Regions from separate parts of the Ovis canadensis genome. Here region 1 is linked to region 2. The links are chromatin contacts, called in public Hi-C maps. All regions are on one chromosome and are shown on one strand. Each heading gives the region's core, a stretch centred on a gene start, on an enhancer-like site or on the middle of the called end of the contact. The rest is flanking DNA. Distances are from core to core; before and after follow the strand shown.

What was found. A called contact is a pair of places that touch in the nucleus more often than the background predicts.
Region 1: a Hi-C map of fibroblasts shows a contact between it and region 2, with 4 times the contacts expected there. The contact joins the promoter of PIF1 here to the enhancer-like site in region 2. A contact is called at or near these places in 2 of 2 Hi-C or Micro-C datasets (fibroblasts and lung).

What each region holds. Positions count from the first base shown.
Region 1 is chr7:55,769,079-55,775,851 of ARS-UI_OviCan_v2, reverse strand. PIF1 (PIF1 5'-to-3' DNA helicase) reads right to left here and starts at 1,676. Exons shown (of 13, transcript XM_069596186.1): 1 at 398-1,676. The coding sequence starts at 492.
Region 2 is chr7:55,703,989-55,710,662 of ARS-UI_OviCan_v2, reverse strand. No RefSeq gene overlaps it. Among named protein-coding and RNA genes, the nearest start is that of PTGDR, 42 kb to the right of the region's middle. Within about 2 kb of position 3,317, the one cell type or tissue checked has open chromatin away from gene starts, as enhancers often do. A contact at or near this core is called in fibroblasts, where this site is marked.

The DNA.
Region 1 (6,773 bases), core at 427-2,926, 67 kb before region 2:
AATCTTCTGTCCTCTCCGCAAGGAAGCAGGAGACTCACTTGTGGAGGTAAACAGGACTGACATGTTATCAGCGCCTTCCCTCTCCCAGCTACCTTCACTGGTTTATATGCAGCCAAGCTAGTGTCACTCTTTCCCATGTACAGAAGTGGAAAACAGACTAAAAGAGACCACAACGGCTGGTAGGAGTCAGGGATCGTGTGATTCGGAAGCTCTGGTGCTTCCCATCTCTAAGGTGGGGTGGAAGTAGAAATTATTTGGCTACGGAAATAGCGGAGGGACCCTGGCTTCCGGGAACCAGTCAACGCGCCGTCTGATTCATTCGTATGCACCCTCCCGGCAGGGACCCCTTGAAGAAGAACATTCTGCCTCCCACGTCTGGTATCAGGTGGACACTCACTTGTCCCAGCACTCGGACGAACCAGTTGAGAAAAGTCGGCCTGCAGGCATAAGTAGCACACTGGAAACTTTCAAATTCTGGGAGTAGAGAATCATCCTATCACCTGCAGGATCTTTAAATTTTCTAGCCAATCAGAGAAAGCAGGCGTGGCAAGGGGCGTGTCTTTCTGTGAACTTGGGCTGTACCAATAGCACGCCAGAGGAAGGAGGCTTATTGTGGTGGCGGAGCATACCAAGTCGCGCGGACGAGTGGATGTGGTGGGAGGGGACGGAGACTGCAGCTGGGCCGCGCGTGGATTAGTGTCACCAATTTCTTCTCTGAAGATTTATTTTCAAGACCTTGCCTCCAACACAGACTTCCTCCCCTCTAGCCCTCACACAGCGGCTGAACTTGGCCTTGGGGAAGAGCTGCCTCTGATCCCTCCCATCTATGTTTACACTCACGGGACCTTTGTCCGTTTCTGTGTAGACCGCCCTCCAGCCCTCGCCCCCTGACCGAGCCTGCTGCTCCCGGTGCCCCCCACCCCCAGTTCCTTCAACGCTTATCGGTCTTTGTGTCATTTTACTCATTTGTCTTTTCCATCCGTCTGAGACACATCAGTGAAGAACTGAGACCTGTGACCAAGTGCTCAGAGTACAAGGGAAGAGAGCGAGCCTCTGTCTTCAGGGAATGCGTATCCCTCTCATTGCACTGAATGCATAGGGAATTTGTTTTTAATTTTCTTTTCCCTCATTAAACCTTGGAATGACTAGCTAGAAGGCATCTTACAGGTGAGTCAGCTCGCTCATTTATCGAATTGCCTACATTTTTCAAATAAGGAAACCAAGGCTCCAGGAAGTTTTACCAGATGTCACATAGCTTTTAGATAGCAAAACAAACCCTGGAAGCCAAGTCTAAGCCTGTTAGTTTAACTACTACACCAGGCTGCTCCCAGAGAGAGAGAAAGAGAGACAGAGGCTGGTCTAACCTGGTGAAGGGAGTCCAGGCCTGAACTGGAATCTCAGCTCCTGAAAGGCACTTTGTTACACCAGACCTGCAGTTTTGATGTTTCCTTAATGTCTCTAAGCAAGTTTCCTTAATGTCGCAAGCCTTTGTTTCCTTATATTTAAAACTGGATGCTTGGGGCTGGTGCACTGGTATGACCCAGAGAGATGATATGGGGAGGGTGATGGGAGGGGGATTCAGGATTGGGAACTCATGTATACCCGTGACAGATTCATGTCAATGTATGGCAAAACCAATACAGTATTGTAAAGTAAAAATAAATAAATAAATAAATAAAAAATAAAGAGAAAAAAATGGAGAAAGATGAAAATGCATAGCTATGACTATACTAAAAACCATCAAATTATTTGCTTTAAATCGTATGGTATGTGAATTGTGTCTCAATAAGTCTGTTAGGAAAAAATAAAAATGAAAAATATTTTTCCTCTTAAATGTTGTTTTGACATATGACTACTAAGGTAAGGTGAAGTCGCTCAGTCGTGTCCGACTCTTTGCGACCCCATGGACTGTAGCCTACCAGGCTCCCCCATCCATGGGATTCTCCAGGCAAGAATACTGGCATGGGTTGCCATTTCCTTCTCCAGGGGATCTTCCTGACCCAGGGATCGAACACAGGTCTCCCGCATTGGAGGCAGACGCTTTAACCTCTGAGCCACCAGGGAAGAGAGCGAGCCTTCTTCTAGTGGCACAGAAAAAAATTTAATATCATTGTTGTAAGCAGAATAATGATACCCCCCCAAATATGTCTACATCCTAATCCCCAGATTCCTTTTGTATGTTACTTAACATAGCAAAAGGGACTTTGCAGATGTGATAAATTAAGGATCTTGACATGGGGAGACTACCCTGGGTTGTCTGGGTAGGCTCAATTAGTATTCTTATAAGGGAGGGTAGAGAGTCAGAGGAGATGTGATGAATAAGTGGACATGTGTGTGTTTGTGTGTGTGTGAAAGAAAGAGAGAAAGGCTGATTTGAAGATGTTACTGCTAGCCTAGAAAATGGAAGAAAGGGCCATGAACCAAGCCATATGGGATACAGGTTTCTTGAAGCTGGAAAAGGCTAGAGGAATGGGTTCCCCTCTAGATTCGCCAGAAGGAACACAGCTCTTGATTTTAGTCCAATGAGACACATTTTAGGCCTCTAGAACTGCAAGATAATCAGTTTGTCTTGTTTTAAGCCACCAAATTTGTGGTAATTTGTTATAGTAGCTATAACAATAAGAAACAAATATAATTACGAGCTAGAAAATGAAAGCTGGGATTATGAATGTATGTCTGTGTCTATTTCCGAAGCCTATGTTCTCTCTGCCCCCTACCCTGTGCTCAAAGTAGGCCCAGCACACTCACACAGCCTGCTCCCTTCTCCCTTCTCTCTGTGTCGTATCCCAGACTGGTTCCAGAGAAAGCATGGAGACTTCCATATGAATTTTCCCCCAGTATTTTTTTCATCTGGACTCACCATGCAGCTTGCGGGATTTTAGTTCACCAACCAGGGATCTAAACCAGCCCCTTGCAGTGAAAGCCGCAAGTCATAACCACTGGACTGCAAGGGAATGCCCTCAAAATTTTTTTTTTAATTGTAAAATATACATAACATAAAATTCACCACACTGACTATTTTTCAGTATACAATCCATTACCATTAACTGCATTCAGATATTGTATAACCATCACCACTATTTTCAGAAAAGTTTCATTATTCTGAAACAGAAACTTTGTACCCATTAGACCAGACATCCTGGAATGTGAAGTCAAGTGGGCCTTAGGATGCATCACTATGAACAAAGCTAGTGGAGGTGATGCATCACTACGAACAAAACTAGTGGAGGTGATGGAATTCCAGTTGAGCTCTTTCAAATCCTGAAAGATGATGCTGTGAAAGTGCCGCACTCAATATGCCAGCAAATTTGGAAAAGTCAGCAGTGGCCACAGGACTGGAAAAGGTCAGTTTTCATTCCAATCCCAAAGAAAGGCAATGCCAAAGAATGCTCAAACTACCGCACAGCTGCACTCATCTCACACGCAAGTAAAGTGATGCTTAAAATTCTCCAAGTCAGGCTTCAGCAATGCATGAACCGTGAACTTCCAGATGTTCAAGCTGGATTTAGAAAAGGCAGAGGAACCAGAGATCAAATTGCCAACATCTGCTGAATCACTGAAAAAGCAAGAGAGTTCCAGAAAAACATCTATTTCTGCTTTACTGACTATGCCAAAGCCTTTGACTGTGTGGATCACAAATACACTGTGGAAAATTCTGAAAGAGATGGGAACACCAGATCACCTGACCTGCCTCTTGAGAAACCTATATGCAGGTCAGGAAGCAACAGTTAGAACTGGACATGGAACAACAGACTGGTTCCAAATAGGAAAAGGAGTACATCAAGGCTGTATATTGTCACCCTGCTTATTTAACTTATATGCAGAGTACATCATGAGAAACGCTGGGCTGGAGGAAGCACAAGCTGGAATTAAGATTGCCGGGAGAAATATCAATAACCTCAGATATGCAGATGGCACCACCCTTATGGCAGAAAGTGAAGAACTAAAGAGCCTCTTGATGAAGGTAAAAGAGGAGACTGAAAAAGCTGACTTAAACATTCAGAAAACTAAGATCATGGCATCTGATCCCATCACTTCATGGCAAACAGATGGGGAAACAGTGGAAACAGTGGCTGATTTTATTTTTCTGGGCTCCAAAATCACTGCAGATGGTGACTGCAGCCATGAAATTAAAAGACACTTACTCCTTGGAAGGAAAGTTATGACCAACATAGACAGCATATTAAAAAGCAGAGACATTACTTTGCCAACAAAGGTCCGTCTAGTCAAGGCTATGGTTTTTCCAGTGGTCATGTATGGATGTGAGAGTTGGACTATGAAGAAAGCTGAGCACCAAAGAATTAATGCTTTTGAAGTGTGGTGTTGGAGAAGACTCTTGAGAGTCCCTTGGACTGCAAGGAGATCCAACCAGTCATTCCTAAAGAAGATCAGTCCTGGGTGTTCATTGGAAGGACTGATGCTGAAGCTGAAACTCCAATACTTTGGCCACCTGATGAGAAGAGCTGCTGCTGCTGCTGCTGCTGCTGCTGCTGCTGCTGCTGTCGCTTCAGTCGTGTCCGACTCTGTGTGACCCCATAGGCGGCAGCCCACCAGGCTCTCCCATCCTTGGGATTCTCCAAGCAAGAACACTGGAGTGGGTTGCCATAGAGCTGACTCATTTGAAAAGATCCCGATGCTGGGAAAGATTGAGGGCAAGAGGAGAAGGGGATGACAGAGGATAAGATGGTTGGATGGCATCACCGACTCAATGGATATGGGTTTGGGTGGACTCCAGGAGTTGGTAATGGACAGGGAGGCCTGATGTGCTTCTGTTCATGGGGTCATAGAGAGTTGTACACGACTGAGTGACTGAACTGAACTGAACTGAGACAATAACTCCCATTCCTCTGTTCTCAGCCCCTGGCACCCCAAATATTTTATTCTGAAAATATATTCCAACATGTACAGAAAGATTGAAAGGCTTTTACACTGAACACCATATACCTAGCATCAAGATTCTACAATTAATATTTTGCTGTATTTGTTTTGTGTGTTAGTCGCTCAGTCAAGCTTGACTCTTTGCGACCTCATGGACCATAGGTTGCCAGGCTCCTCTGTCCATGGAATTCTCCAGGTAAGAATACTGGAGTGGGTTGCCATTGCCTTTTCCAGGGGATCTTTGCGACTCAGGAATAGAACCAAGGTCTCTCACATTGCAGGCAGATTCCTTACTGGCTGAGCCCTCAGGGAAGTATTTGTTTTAACACATCTATCCATCCCCGCATTTATCAATCCATCTTTTGTGATGCAGTTCAAAGTTGCAGACAACAGTATGTTTCACAACTAAGCACTTCAACATGCATAGAATTAGCTACAGTTTATGCTTACCTTTTTAATGTAAACTTTACATACAGTGAAATGCACAGATTATACAATATGTATTCTTGTGTGTATTGGCTTGTTTCACTCATCATGATTTTGAGATTCATCCATGTTGCTGAGTGTATCAGTAGTTTGATTCTTTTTAATGCTGAGTTGTGTTGCGTTGTATGGATATACTACAGTTTATCCATTTTCCTATTGATGGATATCTGGATTTTGTGGTATTTGTGCTTTATTTTCTCTTGGAAAAATACCTAGGTGAAAAATTGCTGAGTCTTGGAGTTTACATTTAGTTTTATATGAAACTTCAATAGCTTTTCCCAAAGTGGTTGTCTGCCCACCAGGTTTAACAGTGAGTCCTTAGACAGAGGAAAGCTGGACACCGCCTGGCGATGGATTAACGGTCCTCAGGCTCCGCCCTCCTGCCCGCCCCAGCGCACGGGTCTTCAGCTGGATCTTGATTGGCTGATGAAAGAGGGAGGCGGAGGCAGATGAATTGCTCACCTCTGTGGCCGGACTTCCTCCCTGTCCGCTGCGTGCAGCTTTTGCAGCCGCAGGGCTTCTGCTCACTGCTGCCGCCGCGGGGTTAGTTCCAAGAGAAGTGCCAACACTGCTCCCTGGTCTCCTCGCCTAACGCAAAGCCTGGTTTTAACGCAAGCTGTCTGGAGGAATGGATTTTCTTCATTATGACATTTCCTCCTCCACAACGCTCTCTGTTCATCTTATCTGCTTTCTCCCACTTGGCAGTCTCAGTCCAGTCTCCGACTCACTAATAATGACGACATCAACACACACCGGGGTGGTTTACTAATTGCACTGTTAGGCATTTTCTCTTTTGATACATAAAATAGCCAGCCCTTCCCCTTTATGATCCTTTCTCGCCATGCTCTCTCCACCTTTACAGTCCTAGGCTTACAGTCTTGCAGAGGAGCCTGAAAGGGTGTTTCGTGGTCGTCCTGCTTACGGAGCACGAATTCACCTCGCACTGCTTCTTCTTTGGGGCAGCTGACACTCATTTTATTGAACCTCTGGTCCAGGTGATTCTGATTCTCCCTCATTAAAACACTCTCAACTTCCACAACACACATTCCCTCGTTTTTCCTACATACTGGCGGCTTCATGTCATTCTCCTCTGCTGATCCCTTTTCCTCAGCCAGCCCTCTCAATGTGGGAGGACTTTTTTTTTTCTCCCGTTTTATCCAATCCCACGGATTAATTATTAGCTACATGTTGATTCTCCGTATTATGACCCCCGCCTGTCCTTCTCCTCTGATCTCCAGACCGTATTCATTTGTCCTCCTGATGTTATCTCCACACAGATGCCTAAAATGGTATGTTAAACTCACTCTCTCCAAAACAGATTTTAATCTCCTCCTCCGTGATAACTCAGCTGGTAAAGAATTCCCCTGCAATGCGGGAGACCTGGGTTCGATGGCAGGGTTGGGAAGATC
Region 2 (6,674 bases), core at 2,068-4,567:
AGTATATGAACAGACAATTCACAAGGAGAGAAAAAATTTTTAATGAACAGTCATTACATGAAAGATACTTACCTTCCCTCATAATTAAAGAAATGCATAACAAAATAACAAATACCATTTCAACTGCCAGATTGGTGCCAATCAAACTGTTTCACAGTGAGCAGTATCAGTGGGGAAAGTCAGACTTGAACACTGTTGGTGGAAATGTAAACTGACTAACATTTTGGAGGACAATTTGGAAATGCCTACTGTGGTAGAGTGAAAGTGTCCATGGATTCTTTGACACTTCTCCCATAGAAAGATGGGGGTCTGTGTCCCCTTTTCTGGACCTTGGCTAGTCTATGAGTTCTCTAATAAAATGCAGCAAAAGTGATACTCTCCTAATTCCAAGTACATCCCCTTAGCTTGTCCAGTGGGCTTCACTTCTTACATCTTACCTGAACTGTGATTACCTGATTACCTGCTCTGATGAAGCCAAACCATGGCTTTGGGAATCCCTGGAGGATATGACACCACATGGGAGAGAGAGAGGGAGGTTGAGGAACACCGAGGCTCGGATGCATAAGTGCTAAAACCAGCTCGGAAGAGAACCAAAGATGAGCCACACAGCTCAGCCCTTCCTGAATTCCTGACCTAAGAATCATAGCTCAAATAAAATAGTGGCTTTATATACTGAGTTTTGGGGTAGTTTGTTATACAACCATAGGCATCTGGAACATTCAGATTTAAGTTTATTCTTGAGCTTCCCTGGCGGCTCAAGAATCTGCCTGCCAATGCAGGAGACATGGGTTCCACCCCTGGTCCAGGAAGATCCCAGATGCCTCAGAGCAGCCAAGCCGACGTGTCACAACTTCTGTCTGTGCTCTAGAGTCTGGGAACCACAACTACTGAGCCGGTGCGCCCGAGAGCCTGTGCTCCACAGCAAGAAAAGCCACTGCAACGAGAAGCCTGCACTCTACAGTGAAGACACAGCCAAAAATAAATAAATGGATACACTTTAAAAAGAGAGGAACTTAAATTTATCCTTTGAGCTAGCAGTTGCCCTTCCGTGAATCTAAACTACTGAGATGTTTCCACAAGTGCACAAAAGCACAACAGAAACACCTGACTGGAGAAATTCATCGCAGCATTGTTTGTGATAGCATGAGACTGGAAAAATCTATCTGCCCATTATTAGGGAAATGGCTAAATTAATTCTAGCATATCTAATCGGAGAAGGCAATGGCACCCCACTCCAGTACTCTTGCCTGGAAAATCCCATGGACGGAGGAGCCTGGTAGGCTGCAGTCCATGGGGTCGCTAGGAGTCGGACATGACTGAGCGACTTCACTTTCACTTTTCACTTTCATGCACTGGAGAAGGAAATGGCAACCCACTCCAGTGTTCTTGCCTGGAGAATCCCAGGGACGGGGGAGCCTGGTGGGCTGCCGTCTCTGGGGTCACACAGAATCAGACACGACTGAGGCGACTTAGCAGCAGCAGTAGCAGTATACCTGATTAATGTTATATACTGTGCCTGCTGATACCCTGAGACAAGAAAAATTATTATTTATGGTCCTGTGAGCCTCGGGTGACATAACGGAAGAGTTGAGAGCATAGATTTTGGAGCCATAGACCCTGGCTCTGCCATTTATGATCTGCGTGACTTTAGGAAAATTGTTTAATCTCTCTATACCATAATGACCTCACGTGTAAAACGGGAATGATAATCAGAGTCCCTACTTCAGACACCTGTGGTGAGAAATAAATGAGTTAAAATGACAAGCCTGGTATGTACCTGTGATAGATGTACTTTGGAGATGAAAGAGCTTGGAATTTCAGTTGGGTTGGGCCAGATGGTTAATATCTTAAAGGGACTGCATAGCAAAGGATCTGCTGGATTGCCAGCCTAGGACAGGAAAAGAAGAGTCAACAAAGGTTTGAAGGCAGTGGGTGGGAGAATGTTTGTAAAAAAGAAAGATGGACTCATCCTCTACTTCCTATTCTGCGTCTTGCTATCTTTCAGAGATTCTTCCTACCTCAGCACTTACAGACACACTCAGTTCTTTTTAACAGTTGCTCAGCATTGCATTGAATGATTGCACCTCAATTTATCTCACCATCCTCTACTGATAGACTCTTGGATTGGTTCCAGTTCTTTGCTATCATTACAGACAACACTACAGCAGACACTCTTGCACATTTATCTCTGCCCGCTCACTGATATTACTTCTATGGTGTAGATTCTTAGAGGAGTTGTCGAGCATAAAGTATACGTATCTTTTAAAAAATTCTGATAACTCTTGTCAAATTGCCTCAATATCTGGTCCCATTTTCCCCTCCACTGCTTTTGTTTCCATACCTTCCATACTATTTGCACATTTTTTGAGCATTGTTTTGCCAAGTATTATTAGGCCTCGTTTTCAAATGAATACACCAGGGCTGAATTAGCCACCATGCATGTCTTCAAGGGTTCGCTGTCTGGCAGGATTGGAGTGGGGATAGCAGCGTGGTGCAGAATGATAGCTGCGGACAGTTATTTCCATCAAAGCCAGAGCTGGCACCAAAGACTGGACCATAGGCTCTGGGAACCTGCAAGAAAGAGCAGCATTTTGGGTCTGGGGCCACACTGACTGGGCTGGCAGAGCCCTGGGCTGTGGGCACTATCCCTGGACTCAGTCCAGGCCTGGGTGGCCTCCTTACAGAGCCCTGGGACCCAGACCTCACTGTGCAGGTGGACTGGGTTTTTACAGCAGGCTGGCCCTGGCTCCTGCTCTGGGGCTCACACCCGAAGCTGTCCCATTTCCCCACCCAGGAATGCCAGGTCATCACACCCCTTCTCCACATCCCTTGTCCCGCTCTTTGCGACCACATGGACTGTAGCCCACCAGGCTCCTCTGTCCATGGAATTTTCCAGGCAAGAGTCCTGGAGTGGGTTGCCATTTCCCACAGTAATTTCCAAATGTTCTGTATGAATAAAGTCTTTCTACCTTTTCCTTCAAGATTAGAAAGGCTCAAGGTTCTCTGGGAGGTCCCTGGTGAAGCGGGAAATAAGGGGAGTGGGAATTAAACTGGAAGTTAACGCCACATTACTAACATCCCTGCCACAACTCGCCCTCACCCAAGTTCTTAGCCTGGCATTCGAGGACTTTCACTGGCAATTTTGGGGAAAGCCTCAGAGAAGAGAGCAGCAGGAAATCCAGAGTGGAAGACACAGCAGGGAGAGCCTCCTCCTTCACCGGAGGACACAGTCAACCACAGCTCAGACTACAGCCTGTGTCCACCACCCTATCTGGTGATGGCAACAGATTCCTTACACTCTCAGCTCTTTGCCGGCTCTGGCTCCCCCGCTTGTCGACAATGGGAACTGCAGTCGAGCAGAACCGGCTCCTCCCACTCCCGGAGGAGTTCCGGGGGGAAGTGCAGCTTGGGGAAGCAGGGCGCCCGCGCGCCCCATAGCTCTTGTCCGTTTCCTCCCCACCGGGGTGCTTGCTTGCGCTGTTTCCTCAGGTTTTCCCCCAGATCGCTTTTCTCCTGACGACAGAGCTGCCCCCTAGAGTTGGATTACCCCCGCGGACCCACCTGAAGGACGTCCTCTGTCCTTATCCGCAGTCGTGGTCGCTGCCCCGCCCGGGACCAGCGCTGGTGAGGCGCCTTAGCTGGATTCCACTCTGAACTCATACTTGTTTGCAGTGTGTCTCTGGGCGAATCATTAACCTTTCTTGAACTTCACTGTCTCCTCTGTAAAATGGAGCTTAGATTTACTATTTACTAGCGCCTGTTGGGCTGCCGTATATGGGGGTCGCACACAGTCGGACACGACTGAAGCGACTTAGCAGCAGCAGCAGCAGCATTTGCATTCCTAGGGATGACAAGATGGGATGGTCCAGATGGCAGGTGGAGAGCAAGATAATAATCACCACCATAATGGGTCACTCCCTGGGTGCGGGGGACTGCTCTAGGCATTTTGAAATGGCCCTATAAAAAGGTATTATTCACAGATGAGGTATCATCCACTAGTTAAGAAACAGATTTAGTGATTATCCCAGAGTCAGACAGCTAGAGGCAAAGCTGGGACTGGACAAGGGTGGCCATGGGTACACAAGTGCTGGGAAGAGTGGGTGCGGGTCCAAGGTTTATGAGTTTAGCAGGGTGTTGAGGCCTGAAAAATATCCAGCTGCTCCTCCCTTTGGGTCATTATTCAGTGTTTTCGGATAATGGATTATTCATGCCTTCTTAATGCTTTTGTGGGCAGAGACCTCAAAGACCATCCGTGCTGCTTTCCTTATGGAGAGCCAGGGAGAGACTTGTCCAGGGTCACGCTGGCTGGGCAGCTCCTTCCCTGTGCGCCTGCTCCTCCACCCACCCTTCTTCGTGGGAGCAGTTATAGTGGGGGATGCTCCTTCCCACCCACAAACTGCCCACTCAGTACAGGTCCCTCTGTGGGACCTCCCGCTGGCCACTCCTGACCCCACTTGGCCAGGGCCTTTTGCTATTCCCCTCCTCTCCCTCCTTCAGATACTCTCGGTCCCTCCGCCCTCACAGGGGTAATGCCCTAACCAGTGCCTCCCCCGGCTCCCAAGTGCTGGCATAAAATCAGCCAATATTTTACCACTCTGTGCTTGTCATGTGCATCTTTGTTTTGTTTTGTTAGAAAGGGGTTAAGCAACAGCAGTAGAAGGTTGTTGTATCGGTCCGGATCCATTTGGGAAACAGAATCTCTTTGCGGTTGCATGATAGAGGCTTTATGATAGTAATTTGCCTTGCACAGTTGTGGAAGGAGCTGGGGAAGACAGTGACCAGAAGGGGAGTTACAGCATCAGCGGAGTCAGTAATCATTCTGAGAAGCCAAGTTGGTCCAGCTGTGAAGGGGAACCACAGGGGAAGCTCCAGGAGGTCTGTGGGAAGCTGTTTCCTCTGTGTAGAGGATGCCTCTGGGTCTGCACTGAGCATCTGTGGTGGCAGGAGGCCACTACTGGTCAGTTGGATCATCAGTGGGGAATAAAAGTTGGATATGGAGTGGAGGAGAGAACAGGAGGATGCTGCAGGTCTTAGATAACTGACTATAACAACCTTCAGAGACTTGACTTTGAAACCTGTAAACATTTTATATAGTTCTAAAACAAAAGTATGTTAAACGTATCTAAACAGTTCACTGCTGTACGTGATATATGAAAGAGTAAATCCTAAGAGTTCTCATCACATGGGAAAATTTTTTTTTTCCCTTTTCTTTAATGTTGTATCTTCATGAGATGATGAATGTTCACTAAGCTTAGTGTGGTAATCACTTAATAATGTATATAAATCACATCGGTATCCACACAGTGCTGTATGCCAATTACAGCTCAATAAAATTGGAATGGAAAAAATCTAAAAAGGAAAATGAGGACTTACCTGGTGATCCATTAGTTGAGAATCTGTCTGCCAATGCAGGGAACATGGGTTCAATCCCTGCTCTGGGAAGATTCCACATGCTGCAAGCTGCAGCTACTGAGCCCATGTGCCACAGCTGCTGAAGCCGGAATGCTCTAGAGCCCATGCTCTGAAATAAGAAAAGCCACTGGAATGAGAAGTCGGCACTTCACAAATTGAGATTAGCCCCCACTCGCAGTAACTGGAGAAAGCGCTAGAGAAAGCCCACACATAGCAGTGAAGACCCAGCACAGACAAACATAAATAAATGACTAAATAATTGTTTAAAAAGCAAAATGAAATAAATAAACCTCTGCCTGTTGAGTTGGTAGCATAATCACATAGAGAGGAACTATTCAAAGTGGCTTTAAAACAGTAGTGTGGACTATACAGTTACCTCTTGGTATCTTCGAGGGATTGGTTCCAGCACCCCTGATGGCCAAATCTGCAGATGTTCAGGTTCCATATAGAGAGGCATAGTGTTTGCATCTAGTTTACCCACATCATCCCACATTAAATTATCTCCAGATTACCCGTAATTCTGAATACAATGTAATGCTATGTCAGTATGTGACAAATTCAAGTTTTCTTTTTTGAAACTTTCTGGATTTTTTTTCCCAAATATTTTCGACCTGGGGCTGATTGAATCTTTGGATTCAGGCCCTGCAGATATGGAGGGCCAGCTATAGGTCCCTGGTGGGATGTATGCAAAATGGCAAGACAAACTTTAAAAACAAAGTTTTCAGGAATCAAGTTATTGGTTATTGTGTTGAAATTGTTATTCTGAGACTGTTGTGAGTAGATTATAGGGTAAGGTGAATGAGGACTTCCAACATGGGAGAACAAAAACACAGATGTAATTTTGATGATGTTAGGTAAAACCCTATTGTCTTGAATTTGAGTTGATAGTCATGAGTAGGAACTTGTGATATGTTTCATCCGAGGAGAAATGAACGAACATTTCCTAGCTTTATCTACTGAAAGGTCTTAGAAATAAGATCAACCCAATAACAGTTATCATCCCTATCTTTACTGTTTGTTATAAAAGGATATAACCCAGGAACAGCCTTACAGAAGAGATGCACAGTGAAGGTATGGAGAGTGAAACCACCCCACCTCCCCCTGCCCTAGCTCCAGGTCGTTGCTCTCCCGGAATCTCCATGTGTTTACCAATCTAGAAGCTCTCTGATTCCCCTCGGCTTTGACTTTTATGGAGCTTTCATTACATAGGAATGATTGATGAAATAATTGACCAGTGGTGACTGATTCAAATTCCAGCCCTT